Linked DNA regions of Mus musculus: all the other regions are linked to region 1. A link is a contact called in public HiChIP or PLAC-seq and promoter capture Hi-C data. All regions are on one chromosome and are shown on one strand. Each heading gives the region's core, a stretch centred on a gene start, on an enhancer-like site or on the middle of the called end of the contact. The rest is flanking DNA. Distances are from core to core; before and after follow the strand shown.

Region 1 (3,544 bases), core at 751-3,250:
TGAGATTGCAGGCATGTGCTCCACATCAGGCTGAAAAGCTTATTTTACTTTATCTAATGCCTCAGACTTCATCCATACTGTTTTACAACTTTTGAATTCTGTACCTTGTTCTTTTATTTACCACTTCTAAAATAATATTAAAAGATACCATCGGCTATACAGAGAAACCCTAGCTCAAAAAACAAACAAACAAACAAAAAAAGATACCAGCATTCAGAGCCCGTTTCTGAGGTTAGAAAGTTGATGACTGGTGTTCATTATCCAATTAACCATTTTGACTGTTAAGTTATTTGTCAGAATAGCTTCTGTTAAAATGCTGTTTGAAGCCTCATTTGTGTGTTTCTCCTATATCAATAGGCACCAAGACGAAAGGCAGACTTGTATCCCCATCCTCCCCACCTGCTCAATAATTTTTCCTCTGGGCTTATCCAGCTTTGGGCCTATCCTCAATATCAACTTCTTTCTCCCTACACAATCTTTTATGCCAGGGTTATTGCTTCATATTTGATGATTTCTGAATGTCTGACCTGGAAAAAAGTGGCTTTTAATACTACTTTAAGACCACTCTTCTAACTCCCTCTGCAGTATTCACTGCAATTCCTGTGAATTGTTTATGGTAGGTAAGTCTGGCTTTGGTTAGTGTTTTTGTTTTGTTTTGTTTTTTAAATTGGGTTTTATGCAATATCATATCACTATGTAGTCCTTTCTGGCCTCAAGTTGTGGTCTTCTTGCCTCAGCCTCCTGAGCGCTAGAATTTATAGGCATGCACCCCCAAGCCTTGCTATGGCAGGGTTTATGGATGGGTATGGAAACAAAGGAAACAGTTAAAGACTGAGGCTTATTGGAGGGCTGTGCATCATTAGAATGAGGGGAGGGGGACCAGGGGCTAGAGAGATGGCTCAGAAGCTCTTCCAGAGGCCCTGAGTTCAATTCCCAGCAACCACATGGTGGCTCACAACCATCTATAATAGGGTCCAGTGCCCGATTCTGTTGTGTCTGAAGTCAGAGCACTTCTGTACATTAAAAACAAACAACAAAAAAAAACTCAACCAAAAACAAAACCCCAGAACAGTGGGTCTGTAGCAGAGGCAGGTGGATCTCTGAGTTTGAAGTCATCCTGGTCCACAAAAAAGAGTTCTAGGACAACCAGACTACACAAAGAAACTGTGTCAAAATAAATAAAACAATAACAATTAAAATACCCAGAACAGGTCATCTTAACATTGGAAAGGAATTAACTTCTGGTTATTTTTCTGGTTATGTATATAGTAAAAAGGATAGACTTGATTTTTTAAAAAACTAATTGATTACATTCTAAAGTTTGTTTTTCTTCTCTGTGCTGTTGCTAAGTGAAGAAATCCAAGGCACTAAGGCACTATGAAGGAGAGAGTTCAGTATTAGACATGAAAGTGGAGCAAATGTCAGGAGAAAGGAGGGAACTCATTGCTTGGACATTACAAAGAGGGTGCATTGGGCTGAGTAAGACAAAGGCTTTAGATGTGAACCGAAGGCATCACCATTTGACTTGCAATATTCTATCTAGCAAGAGCAGAAAAACTAGGGCTGAATCTAACCCCCTGGCTTAGTTTCCAGAAGGAAAACTGTTGTGGTGCCAAGACATCCTGACAAAAGTGACTTAAGGGAGAAAGGGTTTATTCTAGCTTATAGTCTGCAGGAACTTGAAACATCAGGGATGCTTTGTCTGCAGCCAGAGAGTAATGAATGCCCGAGTTCAGTTTATTCTCCCCATTTTATATAGATCAAGGACTAGTCCAACCTCCAGTTAAAATGGGTCTTTACACACCAATCCACATAACCAAGAGGATCCCTTACGGGCATGCTCAGGGGCCCATCTTCCAGGAAAGTCTAAATCCTGGGATGTTGACCGTACTCATCATACTTTGCTACCTTAAGAAAGCAGCAAACAGGGCTGGTGAGATGGGTGGCTCAGGGAGTAAAGGTATCTGATGACCTAAGTTCAGTTCCTGGGACTCACATGTTCAAAGTGGAGAACTGACTTCTGCAAATTGTCCTCTGACACCCACGTCGCTGCCTCTCCCTGTAAAGAAGTAGGAAAGAGGAAAGAAAAGAAACCAGAAAACTAGCTGGGCATAGTGGCCTTGTCCTGTAATGCCAACACTTGGAAGGGTGAGAGCGGAAGAACCTCTCAAACTGGAGGCTAGTCTGCTACAGTGAGACTATCTCAAAGAACAAGCCAGGTGTTATGGTGAGCAACTGTGAGGGTAGTGAGTTCCCTACTTGGGCCAGAGCCACCAAGCCCAGACAACTGGCTCAGTGTATATATAGTGTACTGCCTAGGCAATGCAATCCTTAGTCCTGTCCTCAACACTAAAAGAAAAAGAAACCAGTAAGCATACAAGATAGCCGTTTGTAGGTACTGGGTAATACTGAGCAGAGATTTCTCAGAGAAAGAAGCAAACCTGAGCTCTTGGGTTGTCAGTTCATATAGAAGTTTGCAGGCTGCAGAATGAATTAAAGGACCCCAAATAAAGTTGATGGTCTTAACTTGGTTGGGAAGCTAGACATAAAAGTTGGCTAGAGTAGGAGAGAAGGAAGAAAATTTGGGAGTAGATTACCTAAGTGAAAAAGATATAAAGAACTCTAGACAGGCAGAGGGTCTAGGTCTAGCACTGATCTGAACTTGTTTGAGAGGGAGTACTTCAGCACTGGGAAAGCCTTAGGCAAAGTGATCCAGGACCTCACACAGAGTTGGACATAGATTGTTCCTACTAGCTGGAGTGTTTGCAGGCCATCAAAGGGTATGCATGGCCCTGGGGTGAGGCTAACTCAGCCCTAATTAAAGGTTGTGCTGCACCCACCCTCTCAGTACAGAAGCAATTTTGAAGGCTGATCCCAAGCAGCTTAACACTGTGTGCCAAAACAAAAAACCTCGAACGAAAAAGAGAAAGCGGTATTTTAGCATTCAAAATTACCAAGCACAGAAAGAACCAGGGAAGTGCTTCAAATGAGGAGAAAAAACAGTCTCTGAGATAACACACTGGAGAAAGACCTTGAAACAATTAATGGGTTTGTTTGTTTGTTTGTTTGTTTGAGAAGGTAGAAGAAATGGAGGTAAAAATGTATATTTTATTCAAAAAAGCATTTAGAGATGGTAAAGAACACAGATGAGGAAGGCATCTATAAAGATGTAACAATTTAAGCAGAAATGGAAGTTAGAAAACTGGAAATAGTAATAACTCATCAGGCACTGTACCAGGGGCAACAGTTTAAGTCAAAAGCAATCTAACGTGCATCTGGAGCCCCTGAAAGGATTAAGAGAAGGGAAACTTCCGACGCACCCATTCCAAGAAGCTCAGCAGAAAGAAAGGTGACCACACCAAGACACAGCCAGGGCCTCGTTCCAAGCAAGAACTTTACTACTTAGCTTTTGTTGCTTTAGATTGTATCTGCTCTGCACTTTCTGTTTTAAACTTGTCAAGACATGCTTCCTAGGTGGGATGGTTTTTAAAAGATGAGATTCCACTTTGTGTTTCTTAAACTGACCTTGAATTTGTCATCTAAA
Region 2 (3,544 bases), core at 538-3,037, 78 kb after region 1:
TTAGACGAAAAGCAGGGTTCAGAATTACAGCGCGGAGTTGAGAGCATAGCACGGTACTAGTGCTTACCTAGCGTGTATGAGGGCCTTTCATCCCCGGCACTGTTGGGTGCTGGAGGGTGCAGGGAGGGGAGGGAAGACAGGCAAAAAAACCAACCAACCAACCAAAAAAACCACACAACCTAAGTACTTTCTATAAGGTGCTCAATGAAGTCACCCGACGTTGACACTTGTGTTTGCTTGAGGTAGAAACAGCTTGATTATCGTCTCCCTGAACATTAGGTGCCTGCCAACGCCTTAGATGTGTGAGTTTGGTTTACAGAAGCTAAAAGCACAGGCTGAGGGTTTGCATTAGGAGAAAGCCTTCCCATGTCTGCAGATCAGTGCTGATGTTGATGACTTCCAAAAGTTGCTCTGTAAACCACTGTCTGTCTGCTCGGCTTTTTGGTGTTTGATGGTAGTGGGGATCAGACCTGGGCCTCGCACATGCTAGGTGGATATCGCTGGTCCAGCTCTCCGGAAGCTTTGTCCTATTGCTCAGGATGACCATAGCTCACACAGTATTAAGCTCACTTCTCTGCCTCTGTTCTCTAAAGAACGCTGAACACAAAAATCTAAATCCTGTGTGTGTTGCCCTTGGAGGCCACAAGAGGACATCAGATCCTTTGGAGCTAGAGTTCCAGGGGTGTGTGTGTGTGTGTGTGTCTGTGTGTGTGTGTGTTGCCCTTGGAGGCCACAAGAGGACATCAGATCCTTTGGAGCTAGAGTCCAGGGGTGTGTGAGCTGCTTAATGTGGGTGCTGAGATCTAAACCCTGGTCCACTGCAGAGTGGCCAGTACTCTTACCTAACCACTGAACCATCTTTCCAGCGCCCCCTCTGCGGCCTTCATCCCCTCCCCTCCCTTTTTTGAATGACTCCGTTTTGCTAGAACTCCTGGTTGTCCATTCATTTCACGACAGCTTACTTTAGTTTCATGTTGTAGTAGTATCTTTGATAATTCTAAGATCCTTGTTAGCATGAGTTTGCTATCTCTCCATTTCCTTTGAAAATAAGTCATATTTTCCTGGTTGAAATAACTTTGTAAATTGTATCTTGGGCCTTTTGCATATTATATTCAGATAGTTTAGGCTGGCAATCCTATGAGAAGCCTCTGTTAAGGTGGCTCTTGTTTTGTAGAGTGTAGCCAAACCTCTGAGGGTTTTCATGGTTATCACTGACTATGGCAGTTCCTTTTAAAAATTATTGTAATTATGCAAATGTCTGTATGTGGAGAAGTTCAGGTTAGTGCAGATGGCCCAGGAGGCCAGAGGCAAGGGCTCCCGGGAGCTGGAGTTACAAGTGGTTGTGAACTGTCTGACCTGAGTTCAGAGAACTGAACTTGGGTTCTTTGCAAGAGCAGTGCCCTCTCTGAACCCCTGAGCCTTCTCATGATTGATTTTCAAGTCCTTTCTCAGGTGTTTGTGTGAACTATCTGGATATGGTCCCTGTGTCCTTTCCATGGTGGAGAACTGCTTGGCATGGCTAAGGCTCTGGGTTCCTTCACCGGTATTCCCTCCCACCCCCCAAGAGTGGGGGGAGTTGGAGAAAGGGACGAAGAAGCCTATAAAATAGGAACTGTCTTGCAAATTGATTCAAAATTGGTTGTAATCTACATAGGAATAAAGCACACTTCAGTAATCAGAGGATTATTGGCTCCCTTCCCCTTTTGCTGCCTTCAGACTAATTATTTATCAAGGCTTATGTAACCTTTTAAATAATATTGGGCAAGAGCTCCTGGCAGTGCTGCACAATGGCCAGGAGAGGGACCCAGCAAGCTTTTTTCACGGTGGCTGGCTTCTACCTCTTGGCCTGTGTGGCTGGTGAAGGGGCTGCATGCCAGCTAAGATGGCCAGTGTATTTTAAGACAGAAACCGTGTTTAACAGAGGAACTGCTGGCATGTTCTTTACGTCTTTATTTGATCTTGAAATCATCTTCTGTTTTGCTCCAGGGCTTATTACTTTGTGTAGTTATCTTCCCCGCTGGAGTCCGTGGGGGCAGGCCAGGAGCCGTGATTTATTGACTTGGTAGATTTCATCATAATACAGTTGGAGATCAACTCCGAGTCACTCTGGCACTGGGTGTTAAGTAATTTTGTATTTAGTGTGTTACCCGAGTCTCCACCCAAAACTGATTCTTGAATATTTTAGATTCGCCCTGCACTCTTTGCTTCTCAGTATCCGACTAGTAGCCTCCGTTCCTATCCTGAGATCACCCCTGTAAGGCACACAGCTATGTAGAATGACCCTTGCTCTCGCAGGCCAGCCCAGTGAGCTCTGCAGTCATACCGAGCATCTTCTGTTCTGCACACATTGCTCCAGGGGTTTGACACCATGTTTTTAGGACATGGACCTCAGACCAGCCAAGCTCAAGTACAGATGGTAGAGTCTCAGGTTTCCCTAGCTGTCTTCCCAGATCTGCTCTCAGAAGAGAAAAGCCTGCTTCTTCCCTCCTCACAGTTCCCCTACACTTCTCTTACAAGCCAGGGCTTCCCTTCCCTTCCTTTAGCTTGCCCTTCAGATTACACTTGCGCTGTGCCAGCCTGACTCTCTCAGCGCTGAGGTGGAGGGGACGTAGTGGAGAGGCACTGGGTGTCAGGTTAGGGGTACTGTTTTGTTCATGGTCAGATGAAGGGAGGCTCGGGTGCTGCTGAGGAAGTGCTGCTTGCTAGGCAAAGTCTGCAGTTGGGGATTGGCCTGAGGCTTTTCTGTGTCAGTCTGTAGTTTGTGATCGTTTCATGAAATGAAGACATTTGAAGATAGACTTCTGAAGGGCAGAGTTCAGAGGATTCTTGGGGATGAACTAGAAAAATTCAACTTCATACCAAGACCTTTGGGAGGACCCTGGCTGGAAAGATTGGACAGAGGTTGAGAGTACTTGTAGCTCTTGCTGAGGACCTGGGCTAAGTTCCTAGTCCCCAGAGGATTTGTACCTTCTGGACTTCCTGGGAATAGCATGCGTGTATGTAAGTGTATTGTCTGGTGTCCATGGCGGGAAGAGGAGGGTTTCAGTCAGGTCCTTGGAAGTAGGAGTTATAGACAGTAGCCTTCATGCACGCACTGGGAACCGAACCTGGATCCTCTGCAATAGCTCTTACTTAAGGAGCCATCTCTCCAGTCACACGCTTTCAGTCTTGTAAGAGATGTTTTGCTTGTACTGAAAAGTGGAAGGGTCCAGAGGGTGGAGCTGCTGTCCTGTTACCAAGACTCAAGGTAGTGGTGAGAAGGGCACATAAATACAGGTGCCCGGGAGCTGAGTCTTGCAAGTGGGTGAGAGGTGAGGGGTGGTGCCCAGATTTCTGACTCTAGGTCCTTGTAGACTAGAAGTAGAGTGAGGAGCTAGTGTGCTGGAAAGAGTAGTCACAGTAGTTTTAGATGTGCTGGTTTCAAAGCATCTGGTGCATCTACGTGGAGACGTGGCAGGGGGAGGGGCACATGGCTACAGAGGTCTGAAGCTCAGCTCACAAAACTCGGAAACATGAATTTCTCCATCAAAGCTTGTAGTAGCTC
Region 3 (3,544 bases), core at 476-2,975, 78 kb before region 1:
CCTGCCTCAAAAATAAATAAATAAATCAAGAAAGGTTTGGGCTGGAGAGATGGCTCAGGAGTTAAGAGCACAGACTGCTCTTCTAAAGGTCCTGAGTTCAATTCCCAGCAACCACATGGTGGCTCACAACCACCTGTGTACTCCTCATATACATAAAATAAAAATTTTTAAAGATTTATTTTATACATAAGTACACTGTAGCTGTCTTCAGACACCCCAGAAGAGGGCATCTGACCTCATTACAGATGGTTGTGAGCCACCATGTGATTGCCAGGACTTGAACTCAGGACCTTCCAAAGAACAGTCAGTGCTCTTACCTGCTGAGCCATCTCGCCAGCCCATAAAATAAACTAAGAAAAAAAAAATCTTAAAAAAAAAAAAAAAAGTGGGGGCCGGGTTAGGGTGCCGTGGGCAAGGTCTGGTAGCCCATACCTTTAATCCCAGTCCTTGGGAGGCAGAGGCGGGCAGCCTCTTTGGAGTTCAAGGCCAGCCAGGGCCATAGTGAAAACCCCTTTCAAGGAAACAACAAACCACCACGCCAATCCAAAAAGAAAAATCTAGGGAAAGTGACCTGCCTGAGCTGCAACTTTGACTCATATTTTTGGGGGGGTTCTGGACAGGAATCTCTCTATGGGTAGCCTTGCTAGCCTTGAACTGGTTGCAACCCCCGCTTGCCTTCCGGGAGAAGGAGGCACAAGGGACTATCTTGATGACAGATGACGCATGCGCTACAACATGCACTCCCGAGGTTCACTCCCAGTATGAGCACAATTTTAGTTTTCTACGATTTTATTACCCCAAGGAGGGACCTCAGAATCTGGACTGGGGGGAGGGGTGTCAACAATTTCCTATTTGTTTTTTAGGTCGGCCGGCAAGGTAGCTCAATAGATCGTTTACCACAAAATGGTAGACATCTTGGACCCAAGTGATGGAAAGACATAGCTTTAAATTTTCGGCCCTCTACACACAGCCCGCAATTTTCTTTGTTTCTTTTTCCTTAAAAAAATAAATAAATAAAAGAAAAGAAAATCTTTAAAGCCGGCAATCCCAGCCCTAAGGAAGCGGAGTCAGGAAAATCAAGGAAGGCCAAGCGAGGCCATAAAGTTCAAGGCTAACCTGAGACTCAAAAACGCAGTGAGTAGAACAAAGAAAATACAAAAACCACCCCACCCCCACCCCTGGCCAAGAGTTTACCACGCATCTTTCTTTCCTCGCCTCCTTGTATACTACGCCCTCGACAGCCCTTCCCCCAGCCTGTCTAGGGAAAAGGTCACGTTTCAGAGTCCTCTCCCCGAGTGCACCGACCATGTCCCTGTTCTCAGGAAGTCCGCCCCACCAGCGGATCCCTTCCCGACCGCTCGCTCCGTCTCTTCACCGGTCGCCTTCGCAGCCCTCAGGCTACAGAACCTTGCCCTGGCGGCCCGCGCTCGGTTCCCGGCCCCGAGGGTCTCACCTGGCCGGAGGAGTCACCCGGGAAGTGCGGCTTCGGCTTCCACGCGGCATCCTAACTGCTCGAAGTCTCACCGATCAGCGAAGACAAACTGCGAAACGTACAGAAGCGTCCAGCAATTTCTACCAAGGAGAGAGGAAGGGTGGAGGCGGTACCTCACCGGGCAACCAATAAGAAATCAGGAAAAGCTCGGGCGCTAAAGGTTATTGGACAAAGGAGATATCAGTAATGGGCAGAGCCTGGACTCAGCGTCCTAGGCCCGGAAGTTACGAAGTTGGCGAGGAGGAGCTAAGGCTAACCGGAAGTTCCTGGGGTTGCACTCTCAAATTTTGTCCTCCGATTCAATGGTGGAGGTTAGGTTTTTGCTTCCGATGGCCGGCTGGCCTACTCCACAACCTGACTGACCTTGATTTTCACTGTCTCCTGCCTTAGCCTCTCAAGTAAACTGGATTAGGGGCTTACTGGGGTCTGCTCTTGGGCTGTTTACTTAACCCTTCTCTGTTTTGTTTTGGGACAATGCCTCCGGTAACGGATGTTGCCTTGGATCTCGCTGTTCTCACGTCTCAGCCTCCTAGTACTGGTCACGCAGGAAAAACTCTGTTTTTCTGTTATAAAGAATTTACTAATAAACGTGTTTGGAAATATTAAATTACATAAGCAGAATTTCGCTAAAGGAGCTCTGCTCCCAACATGTCTGGAAGATAGTGAACTAGCCGAGCTTATTAGAAACTATGAAAAAGGGGCTGATGAGATGGCTCAGCGGAGAAGAGCACTGACTGCTCTTCAAAAGATCCGGAGTTCAAATCCCAGCAACCACAAAGTGGCTCACAACCACCCATAACGAGATTTGACACCCTCTTCTGGTGTGTCTGAAGACAACTACAGTGTACTTACATATAATAAATAAATAAATCTTAAAAAAAAAAGAAACTATGAGAAAGAAAATTCTGTACATAATTCAAGTTTCTGTTGCAGAGAAATTTTCTGCTCATATTTACCAAGGCTCGTCTTCAATTAAGCGCTATTTCCATAATAAAAGAAGACCATCCTGACTTAATACTAGCCAGTAAGATCATCTGCATATCAAAGAACAGGCCTCTAAAGCTGTTGTCCTCAACCTGTGGGTTTCAGACTGTGATTTAGGGACTGAGTTACTGCTCTTTTCCACGTAAGACTGCTCAAATGCAGAGATGCCCACATTCCAGTATCCAGAACTGTATAAAAGGGTTGCAGCATTAGGAAAGTTGAGAATCATTGAATCTAGAAGTCTCCTCAACTGTGGCCACAGAGGCTTGTGGTCCCATAAGCTCTCACCACAGAGGATGTTGGTGACCTGAGCCCATTGATTGGCAGAGATATCTGCAGTGTCAATCCATGATGCTTCCTGGAAAACACTCTTGTCCTCGTAATGTGGATGAAGACCATTCCTACACATTGCCCATGAGGTCATATAGTCCTACAGAGTAGCAGTAGGCCATCTGATGGAGAAACAGGGGACTCTCCTCCCCACCAAATGCCCAGGGGAATGGGGGAAGAGTTTTCCTCTGCCACCTTGTCAGGCACTGTGTATGAAAGGAGATCTTATCATAGTTGTTCTGTGGCAGTGGGAAAGCGATCACTGGTGACAGTCCGTGAAAACCATTTTCAGCTCTGTTACCCCTGGGGAACTATCTGTGACAAGGACAATGGAAGTCAAAGAGTTATCAGCCTGTCCCAAGGATGTGCACCTGTCTGTCCAGAGGAAAACCATGAAAGATCTTGAGAGAGAGTGAAAAATAGAGAACTTGCCCCATTGTTCCAGGATGCCAGGTGTTTGCAGTTTTTGCCAGGTGTTTTCGGTTTTTGCCTTTATAAACCCCTAAACCCCTCACCCCTTGAGCTCATGTTCAACTCCTCTACCCCTGCGTGGGATACAAGTCGTCCCCAGTGCACTGGTCTTTCCCGAATAAACCTCTTGCAGTTTGCATCAAGACCGTTACTCATAGCCGGGTGGTGGTGGCACACGCCTTTAATCTCAGCACTTGGGAGGCAGAGGCAGGCGGATTTCTGAGTTCGAGGCCAGCCTAGTCTACAAAGTAAGTTCCAGGACAGCCA

The links. HiChIP or PLAC-seq counts read pairs in DNA pulled down with a chosen protein or histone mark. Capture Hi-C pulls out chosen DNA fragments and counts their contacts.
Region 2: a promoter capture Hi-C map of adipose tissue shows a contact between it and region 1. The contact joins two enhancer-like sites. A contact is called at or near these places in 2 of 484 Hi-C or Micro-C datasets (liver and nephron progenitors), 2 of 115 datasets of contacts at active chromatin or transcription factors (both in embryonic stem cells) and 3 of 9 other capture datasets (adipose tissue, liver and pancreatic islet).
Region 3: an H3K27ac HiChIP or PLAC-seq map of embryonic stem cells shows a contact between it and region 1, with 13 read pairs. The contact joins the promoter of Chchd2 here to the enhancer-like site in region 1. A contact is called at or near these places in 3 of 39 promoter capture datasets (HPC-7-derived erythroid cells, macrophages and neutrophils), 1 of 15 datasets of contacts at CTCF or cohesin (the NIH/3T3 cell line), 1 of 484 Hi-C or Micro-C datasets (the Patski cell line), 3 of 115 datasets of contacts at active chromatin or transcription factors (the SCID.adh cell line, bone marrow-derived macrophages and embryonic stem cells) and 3 of 9 other capture datasets (adipose tissue, liver and pancreatic islet).

Annotation. Positions count from the first base shown.
Region 1 is chr5:129,963,876-129,967,419 of GRCm38.p6, forward strand. All of the region lies in intron 1 of Vkorc1l1 (vitamin K epoxide reductase complex, subunit 1-like 1), which reads left to right. Among named protein-coding and RNA genes, the nearest start is that of Vkorc1l1, 24 kb to the left of the region's middle. Within about 2 kb of position 2,001, at least 26 of the 459 cell types and tissues checked have an H3K27ac peak or open chromatin away from gene starts, as enhancers often do. A contact at or near this core is called in adipose tissue, bone marrow-derived macrophages, embryonic stem cells and 1 more, where this site is marked.
Region 2 is chr5:130,042,549-130,046,092 of GRCm38.p6, forward strand. The region is part of intron 4 of Crcp (calcitonin gene-related peptide-receptor component protein); the gene reads left to right. Among named protein-coding and RNA genes, the nearest start is that of Crcp, 15 kb to the left of the region's middle. Within about 2 kb of position 1,788, at least 46 of the 459 cell types and tissues checked have an H3K27ac peak or open chromatin away from gene starts, as enhancers often do. A contact at or near this core is called in adipose tissue, where this site is marked.
Region 3 is chr5:129,885,745-129,889,288 of GRCm38.p6, forward strand. It overlaps Chchd2 (coiled-coil-helix-coiled-coil-helix domain containing 2), which reads right to left and starts at 1,726. Exons shown (of 4, transcript NM_024166.6): 1 at 1,454-1,726. The coding sequence starts at 1,503.